Linked DNA regions of Xenopus laevis: region 1 is linked to region 2. Evidence: chromatin contacts called from public Hi-C data. All regions are on one chromosome and are shown on one strand. Each heading gives the region's core, a stretch centred on a gene start, on an enhancer-like site or on the middle of the called end of the contact. The rest is flanking DNA. Distances are from core to core; before and after follow the strand shown.

Region 1 (4,135 bases), core at 1,299-3,798, 53 kb before region 2:
ATATTTCATGTTATGGTTAGGGTGAAGAGGCATTAGATTTAAAAATCCCACCTTAGAGGTGGGCAAGGTTTACTCACATACATTTAGGAATTTAATCCTACATTTTTAGGGGCAGATTTATCAAAGGTCGAGGTGAAAACATTGAATTTCAAGCTATTTTTTGTGTACTTCGATTAGGGAATAGTCCAAATTCGATTCAAATTTGAAAAAAAACTTTGAAATTCGAATATCGAAATTTATCATGTACCGTCTCTTCAAAACTTCGACTTCAACCATTTGCCTTCTGAAACCTGCCGAAGAACTGTTTTAGCCTATGGGGGACCTCCTAGAAGCTATTTGGAGTAAATCGGTGGACTTTGAGAAATCAAATTTTTTTTGGGGGGGGGGAACTTTGAATTGAATTCGATCTAATGCGCTATTTCTTCAATCATACGATTCCAATACGGCCGAATACGGACCTCTTCAACCCAAAAAAACCTTCGACTTCACTTCGGTTGGTCTTTTTGAATTCAAAGTATTTTCAATTCAATATTCGACCCTTGATAAATATGCCCCTTAGTGTATACAAACCCCATGAAGTGGACAACCTGAAGCTTACATCCCTCAGACAAGTATAATGTTTAAATACTTATGCACAAAATTACTGATTGCTGAATGTATTATTGTTATGTTTAGTTAATTTTATTTTGTTGTGTGTTTGTTTGTTTTACATGTCTAAAACTAAAAATATTACCAATAAAAAAAAAATCCCACCATGGAATGATGCAGTTCCAAGTTGATTTTGGTGTTTGTAAATTCCTGTACTGGATCATTATCATTGGGGATACACAGAACCTGACTTTTGGGAATTTGGCCAAACTCTGTACTGTATCTGAAACCTCAGTGGTGCCGGAAATTCCCAGCAAGCAGCTGTAAAGTTCTGATGTGGGTAAAGCATGCACACAAATTGCTGCTGATCAGCATGACTAATTTTTACTGTTGTATACTGCTCTGTACAGTTTGGCTGAATCCTGCTAAAGAGCCTTGGATTTGGCTGAATCCCAAACCGAATCTTTATTATTATCCTAATAGCATGGGGGTATTCAGTGTCAGACTGGGGAGTAGTATAATGTTACCAGCTTGCACACCCTAGCTCTCTGTATCCTGAAAGCCTGGTGCCCGCGGAAGAAGGCTTCGGGATCTTCCAAAAATCGCAAGTATAATAAATTCATCCAGCACTCAGGTCAAAAATCCAGCAGGGACAAACCCTGCTTGATTTTTGACCTGAGTGCCGGTTGAATTTATTATATCCACCAGAGAACCTCAGACAAGCAGCCCTCTCTCCAGACTTTATTCCATACCTCTCAACTGTCCCGTTTTTTGCTGGACAGTCCCGATTTTGACAGCTCAGCCCGCAGTCCAGGATTGTTGCTGAAATGTCCAGACTTTCTCTTTGATCTCCTGCACTGAACAGCCAGAAAAAGATACAAAGTTTCTGATATTTAAATAAATAGGCTCTTGGCAGAGAACCCAGAACACTTAGCACCTGCACTTTGATTCATTTGTAACAATTTAAGATACGCAAATATACAATTGTAACTATTTAAGATAAGCAGGGCTCTTGTGAGAACTGAGACTCACAGTTTAAAAGGCAATTCACCTTTATTAGAAAAACTGCTATAACTCATAAAACATTGCCCTAAAACTTCCAGAAATGTGTTCAGACTTTCCATAACCTGGCAAATTTTGTAAAATAGACATGGTATTCAGGGGTGTGGCCATAACATGGGCATAGTCACATATTTTGAAATGTTGGGAGGTATGATTTCCTAATATCTTTTCTTTAGATAATATCATCTATCCTTCCCTCTATTTCTTCTCTTAGTTCTCATACACAAATGGAGAATAGCCATGAGATACAGTAGCCATATAAGGCCAAATATTTGGGTCAACAGAGCTGTCAACTTTGCAGTTGCAGTTTTCCCTATTAATAACATTGGGATCAGCCATCATTTTTACCGGCCAGGTCAGTAAAATGCTGGCCAGGTGGCAACCCTACAAACACGTGGACTCATCTGGATTTTTCCTGGTACCCCACAATTGGGTTAGTTTATCTCTCTGGTATTGCTCCAGCACATGCATGTACTATTAGCTTTTTCTACTTATTAATAATTGCTGGCATCAACCATTTTTAGTGGCCAAACAGGTAAAATATCACTTGGCAAACACCCCCAGGGTTCAGGCTCTCTGTCAGGTTAATAAAAAATGAAGACCACCAATAAACTAAGTAAACACAAAGTTTTAAATACAGCATCTGTCTTACTATACAGCCAGAGAACCCCCCCCAAACACACACACAACCCTGTGATCTGTATGCCCTGAGATAAATAATTCCCTTATTAACTAACAACAAAAGGTGTATCAGTTGTATTATAGTGCAACAGCAAAGGAGAGCTAAAGGAACCACGTTACACACAGGTATAATAAGATCAATAGTGAGTAATAATGGTACATGTTTAATCACTATCAGGCTTCCCCATGTATTGAAGGGGGAACCAATACGCAGAGCCGCGCAGAGGAACTAAAGTGAGCAATCGCTGTTGCAGAGGACTCAGGAGCACTTTGTGACGCACACAGGAAGCAGCATGTTTTGCAGGGCTGAACTTGCAAGCTGTATGCCGGCTCATTGACAGAATTAACTAGCAGGATTGGACCAGTAGTAGCAAGAATTCTCCCAGGATTTCTGGTCATGGTTCACAGTTGCTCTGCTTAAAACCTGCTGAGACACTGAGTCCTGGTCTATGTATTGGTAAGGCACTGGGTAAGGGATACTAAGCCTTATAGGCTGCTTTTTTGATTGTTTAAGGGCTTTGGGTTAAAAAAAGAATATATATATATATATATATATATATATATATATATATAATATATATATATATATATATATATATATATATATACATATATACACAAACTCAAAAGTCCTCTGCACTCAACCCATTCTCAATATATTTATGAAAAATGCCTTAAAAGTAGCAGTATGCACAAAATGTCTGTCTTAAATATATTGAGAATGGGTTGAGTGCAGAGGACTTTTGTATTTGTCTATATGGATTTTGTGGTCACAGCCTCATTGCACCCCCGCCTACTGTTTTTAAAAATTAGTGGTGAGCACAACTTTCCCTTGTTTGTTTTTATTTATTATTCTTATATTAATAGCAATATTCATGGCTGTAATATATATATTTTCAAAAAATTATACAATAAACACTGCTACTTTGAACTGTAGGAAATTATTTTATAATGTATTATGTCTTTTTTTTTTTTTTAATGACTGGTTTAATGTAATTTATTGCTTAATATTATGCATGGAGATTCCAAGATTCATGGAAGAGGGAGCCTTGAGTTTGTAGGGTTTAGGCACCCATAATTAATTGTCTTGTTTATAGCATGGACTGTGGTCACATTTGCTCTGCACGCCCCACTAATTTTCTAAGATAGTGTCAGTATTTTGTATTCAAAGCACAACCACTTTGTTTACCAAGTTAGACAGAGAAATGCCTTTGTTAGAGGTATCGAGTTGCTAGTGACCAGTGTCTTCATAGTGAACCACACATACCTGATGCTGACTGCCAATATAATGGCCACTTTGATAGATCAGTGACTGGTTTTATGTTTCCCCAGTTATTTTTCTAGGAAGGGAAACCCTGCTCCAACTGCATGTTACCAATTTGTTAGATCAGTGACTGGTTTTATGTTTCCCCAGTTATTTTTCTAGGAAGGGAAACCCTGCTCCAACTGCATGTTACCAATTTGTTGTATACTAAATGTTTACAGGCACTGAAGAATACCTCTCAACATTTTGGAAATAAAAAGAGGGACAAAATAGTTGGCGTGCTTAGTTTGGCAAATTTTTTGACCATGCCCATTGTTGTGGCCACACCCCCTAATTACCATGTTCAGTTTACAAAATTTGGCATGTTATGAAAGTTTGAACATATCTCTGTTTTTTTTTCCAGTTATTACAGTTTTGCTAATGATGGTGTATTGCCCTTTAAGCTGTGGGGACCTGTTATCATTTATTGTTAGAATTACTTATTTGCTTATCTCGAAATTGTTACAAAAAGTGTGTTATATGCAGCTGTGGCTGTTCTGG
Region 2 (3,916 bases), core at 779-3,278:
CCATCTGAAGCCTCTCCAATTTGCCTCAGAGGGTGAAAAAATTCCTTCCTCACTCCAAAAAGGCAATCGGACCAGTCCCTGGATCAATTTGAGTTATCTTCCATAACCCTGTATTTCCTCACTTGCTAAAAAGCCATCCAACCCCTTCTTAAAGCTATCTAATGTATCAGCCTGTACAACTGATTCAGGGAGAGAATTCCACATCTTCACAGCTCTCACTGTTAAAATCCCCTTCCAAATAGTTAGGCTAAACCTCTTTTCTTCTAAATGGAATGGGTGACCTTGTATCAGATGGAAAGACCTATTGGTAAATAAAGCATTAGAAAGATTATTATATAATCCCCTTATATACAGTGTCGGACAGGCCCACCGGGAAACCAGGAAAACTCCCGGTGGGCCCAGGTGTCAGTGGGCCTCTTGCTTCTAAACATTCTTTCCTATTAACTTCTTTACTTCACCGCCGGCGAAACGGCACGCAAATTCAGTGGCGAAAAATGAATGCTGGAGTCAAAAATGAGATGCCGGCGCCGTTTTGCGAATTTTTCACCATTTCGCAAATTTTACGCTGTTTTGCGAATTTCCCTGGAAATAAAGGGAATAAATTGAGAACAGTAATGATTTAATATCATTTTAAATGACAACCATTTCTGTGTTTTTAGCTCTGAAGGGCAGCCCTCAAGGCACTAAAATTAGCTTTTCTGAAATTCATGGTTTTTGTTGCCCCAGTATATATTTGTTTTTTGCACCAGACATGAAATGATATAAAATGATGGTCACTATTACCCAGGGGTTCAATGACTTGCACATTTGCTTTAAGTTCTGGGTCATTAGAGATCACTAGATCCAGAATAGCATTTTATCTGGTTGGCTCCTCAACAACCTGTGCAACAAGTTTATAAACTTGTTCCTTTAACTGATCTGGCAGTACTGTTGCTCCAGTCAATATCTGGGTAATTGAAATCACCCATTATCATTACTTTACCCAAACTAGCAGCCATTTCTATTTGCATCAGGAGCTTAGCCTCCTCCTCCTCACTTACATCAGGGGGTCTATAGTGACTCCTACAATTAATTTGCTGGACTCTTTACAATTGTTGAAGAACTCTACCCATAAGTATTGATGGGAGAATTTATTTGCCAGGCGGGAATTTGCAGTGAATTCCCGCTATTCACGAAACCGCAGTGAAAATTCAAAACGAGACACCGGCGCTGTTTCACGAATTTTTCGGCAAAGCGAAATGCCCCAAATTCGCCCATCACTACCCATAAGACTTCTGCCCCTTTATTTTCTAACATAACCTCCTCCTTTATTTAAGCTTTTAAATCCTGCCTGACAAACAGACATATCCCTCCTCCTTTTCTATTGCCTCTGTCCCTACGAAACAAAGTATAGCCACTGATATTTACTGCCCAGTCATGTCATGCTACTCATTCAGCCATGTTTCGGCCACACCAATCACATCATATTTTCCCTCCAGCATCAGCACCTCCAGCTCTCCCAGTTTAGTATGTTAAAGAAAGGCATAGTCTAAGCAACTTTTCAATTGGTCTTCATTATTTATTTTCTTCTTCTGACTCTTTCCAGCTTTCAGATGAGTTTCGCTGACCCCTTTTACAAAACAAGTTATCTTTAAGTATAAGCATTTATTGTTATTACTATTCTTTATTACTCATTACCCAAAGTTGCCACACGAGGAAACTTCGGGCGACTTCGGAAAATGAAGTGTTTTGAGAGCCATCCCACCGGCGATTTTGATTCTAGCCGGCGGAAAGGCATTGCGAGGAGATTAGTCACCCGAAGAAGAGGCGATTTGTCAGGCAACTAATCTCCACATGTGTCTCTGCCCAAAGAGAGGCTTGACTTGGGCGCCCCCCTGTAGTAGTATCCACCACTAACAGTCTCTGGGGTTTATCTGCTTTTAGCAAAATTATCATGAAAGCTGCCAAGAGAAAGAATAGCAGAACCTGGGGGGACAGTTGATCAGTAAGACCCTGATAGCTATAGTTTGCACATCTTTCCTCTTCCCAAAATTAATGTGTAGAGCCAGATGCCTATTCCACTGCCCTTTTGCAGCCTTTCATCACCCTCTAGTGGAATACGGAAAAATTGCGTATAAAAGCATTTAAAGGGGACCTGTCACCCAGACATAAAAAGCTGTATAATAGAAGCCCTTTTCAAATTTAACATGAAGCCCAAAATATTTTTTTATTAACACATCCATGCTCACTATAAAGATATTTAAAAATCTCAGCTGTGAATCATATGTTGCCTTACGCATAGAGGCAGGGCAGACAAATACTTTTACTCTCTATTAAGCACTTCCTAAATTTAACTGCACTCTTCACCTTTCTCCTCCCTCCTAACCATCTAATTGTGTAGCCAGTGCATGGGCCTGGGTATCAGGTCCCCCCTTTAGGCACATAAACAAGATTTTGGTATGGTGCAAAGCCAGAGTCCACAAAATGGCATCTGCCTGCTTTATGTGATTATTTAATTCCAAGACTGAAGGAAACAATATTTAAATAATTTATATAGTGTAAGTGAAGTTTATTTTGCTTGCCAAACACAATAGAAAATTATTTGGAATTATATTTTAGGGTGACAGGTCCCCTTTAATATAGATTCCAATACAATTTTATCCTAACCTACATTTAAAAATGTTTTTTTATGGATCTTCCATTGTTTTACCACAATCCACAACATGGACATGTTAAAAGACAAAGTCAGAGCAGCTATTAGCTAAGGTAACCAGAGTTTGAAATTGAAATCTGAGCACAGAAAATGATAATGTCATGTTGGTTTTTGGGGGCAATGCTCCATGTCCTGGGGGATGTCATTTCCATCTACTGCCACTGTATTACGTGCTGGGGTGCCAGTTCTCACTGTTCGCAAAGATTTTGTCGAACAAGTAGTTTACTATTCTCTATGCATTCAGAAGGTTTAAAGATTGACCTTATTTTGTATTTGTAAAGCCATATTGTATATCTCTCTACTCATATCCCTCAAGACAAACTTACTGAGCATCATGGTCCATAAAGGCAGCAGGTGATGTTTTGCTTTGGATATAAATTCAATATAATCTAGTACAGATATGGGACCTGTTATCTAGAATGCCTGGGACCTGGGGTAAATCGGATCTTCATACCTTATGTCTGCTAAAAGGTAATTCAAACATAAAGTAAACCCAATAGGATTGTTTTACATCCATTAAGGATTAATTCAATCTTAGTTTGGATCAAGTACAAGGTATTGTTTTATTACTACATGGAAAAAGGAAATCATTTTGAAAAATGTGAATTATTTAATTAAAATAAAGTCAATGGAAGACACCTATTCTGTAATTCGGAGATCTCTGGATAACAGGTTTCCAGATAATGGACCCCATATCTGTACATGCTGGTGGAGCAACCTGCATTAAAGCAAAGATAGACCTGCCCATTTACAGATATGTTAAAAGATGGGTTTATCTAGTGAATAAATCCCCAAGTAATAGCCTTACTCGTTTTATGCCTTATGCGTCACAGGAGAGAAATAGAGAAAGCAACTGGCCGTTCAGAGACACATTAATAGAATATAAAGAAAAGCATTGAAATGTTACAACTGGTGCTTCATGTATTAGAAAAATTAACAAGCAAATTACGTATTAAAATATAAAATAAATGACCAAAGTGCCTCCCATAACTAGTGAGTAAACATATACTATATATTCCTTGAGAAAGGTCCCCAGGAGGGACCGAAACGTCGGATTGTAATGCGATAAATAAAAGTTGTTATACTTTGAAAATGAGAGTGCGGATCCTTTATCACCTATATCACAAATATTGATCAAGCACCTCCAATCAACTACTGTCAGAGGTGCGGGCACTCCATGAAATAATTATATATATATATATATATATATATATATATATATAT

Evidence for each region. Hi-C and Micro-C count contacts between places; a contact is called where the count stands out from the background.
Region 1: a Hi-C map of the XL177 cell line shows a contact between it and region 2, with 4 times the contacts expected there. The contact joins the promoter of hemk1.L here to the enhancer-like site in region 2. A contact is called at or near these places in 3 of 4 Hi-C or Micro-C datasets (the XL177 cell line, the XTC cell line and animal cap).

Annotation. Positions count from the first base shown.
Region 1 is chr4L:126,628,350-126,632,484 of Xenopus_laevis_v10.1, reverse strand. hemk1.L (MTRF1L release factor glutamine methyltransferase) reads left to right here and starts at 2,548. Exons shown (of 11, transcript XR_005967060.1): 1 at 2,548-2,800.
Region 2 is chr4L:126,574,898-126,578,813 of Xenopus_laevis_v10.1, reverse strand. No RefSeq gene overlaps it. Among protein-coding and RNA genes, the nearest start is that of mapkapk3.L, 15 kb to the right of the region's middle. Within about 2 kb of position 2,028, at least 1 of the 7 cell types and tissues checked has an H3K27ac peak or open chromatin away from gene starts, as enhancers often do.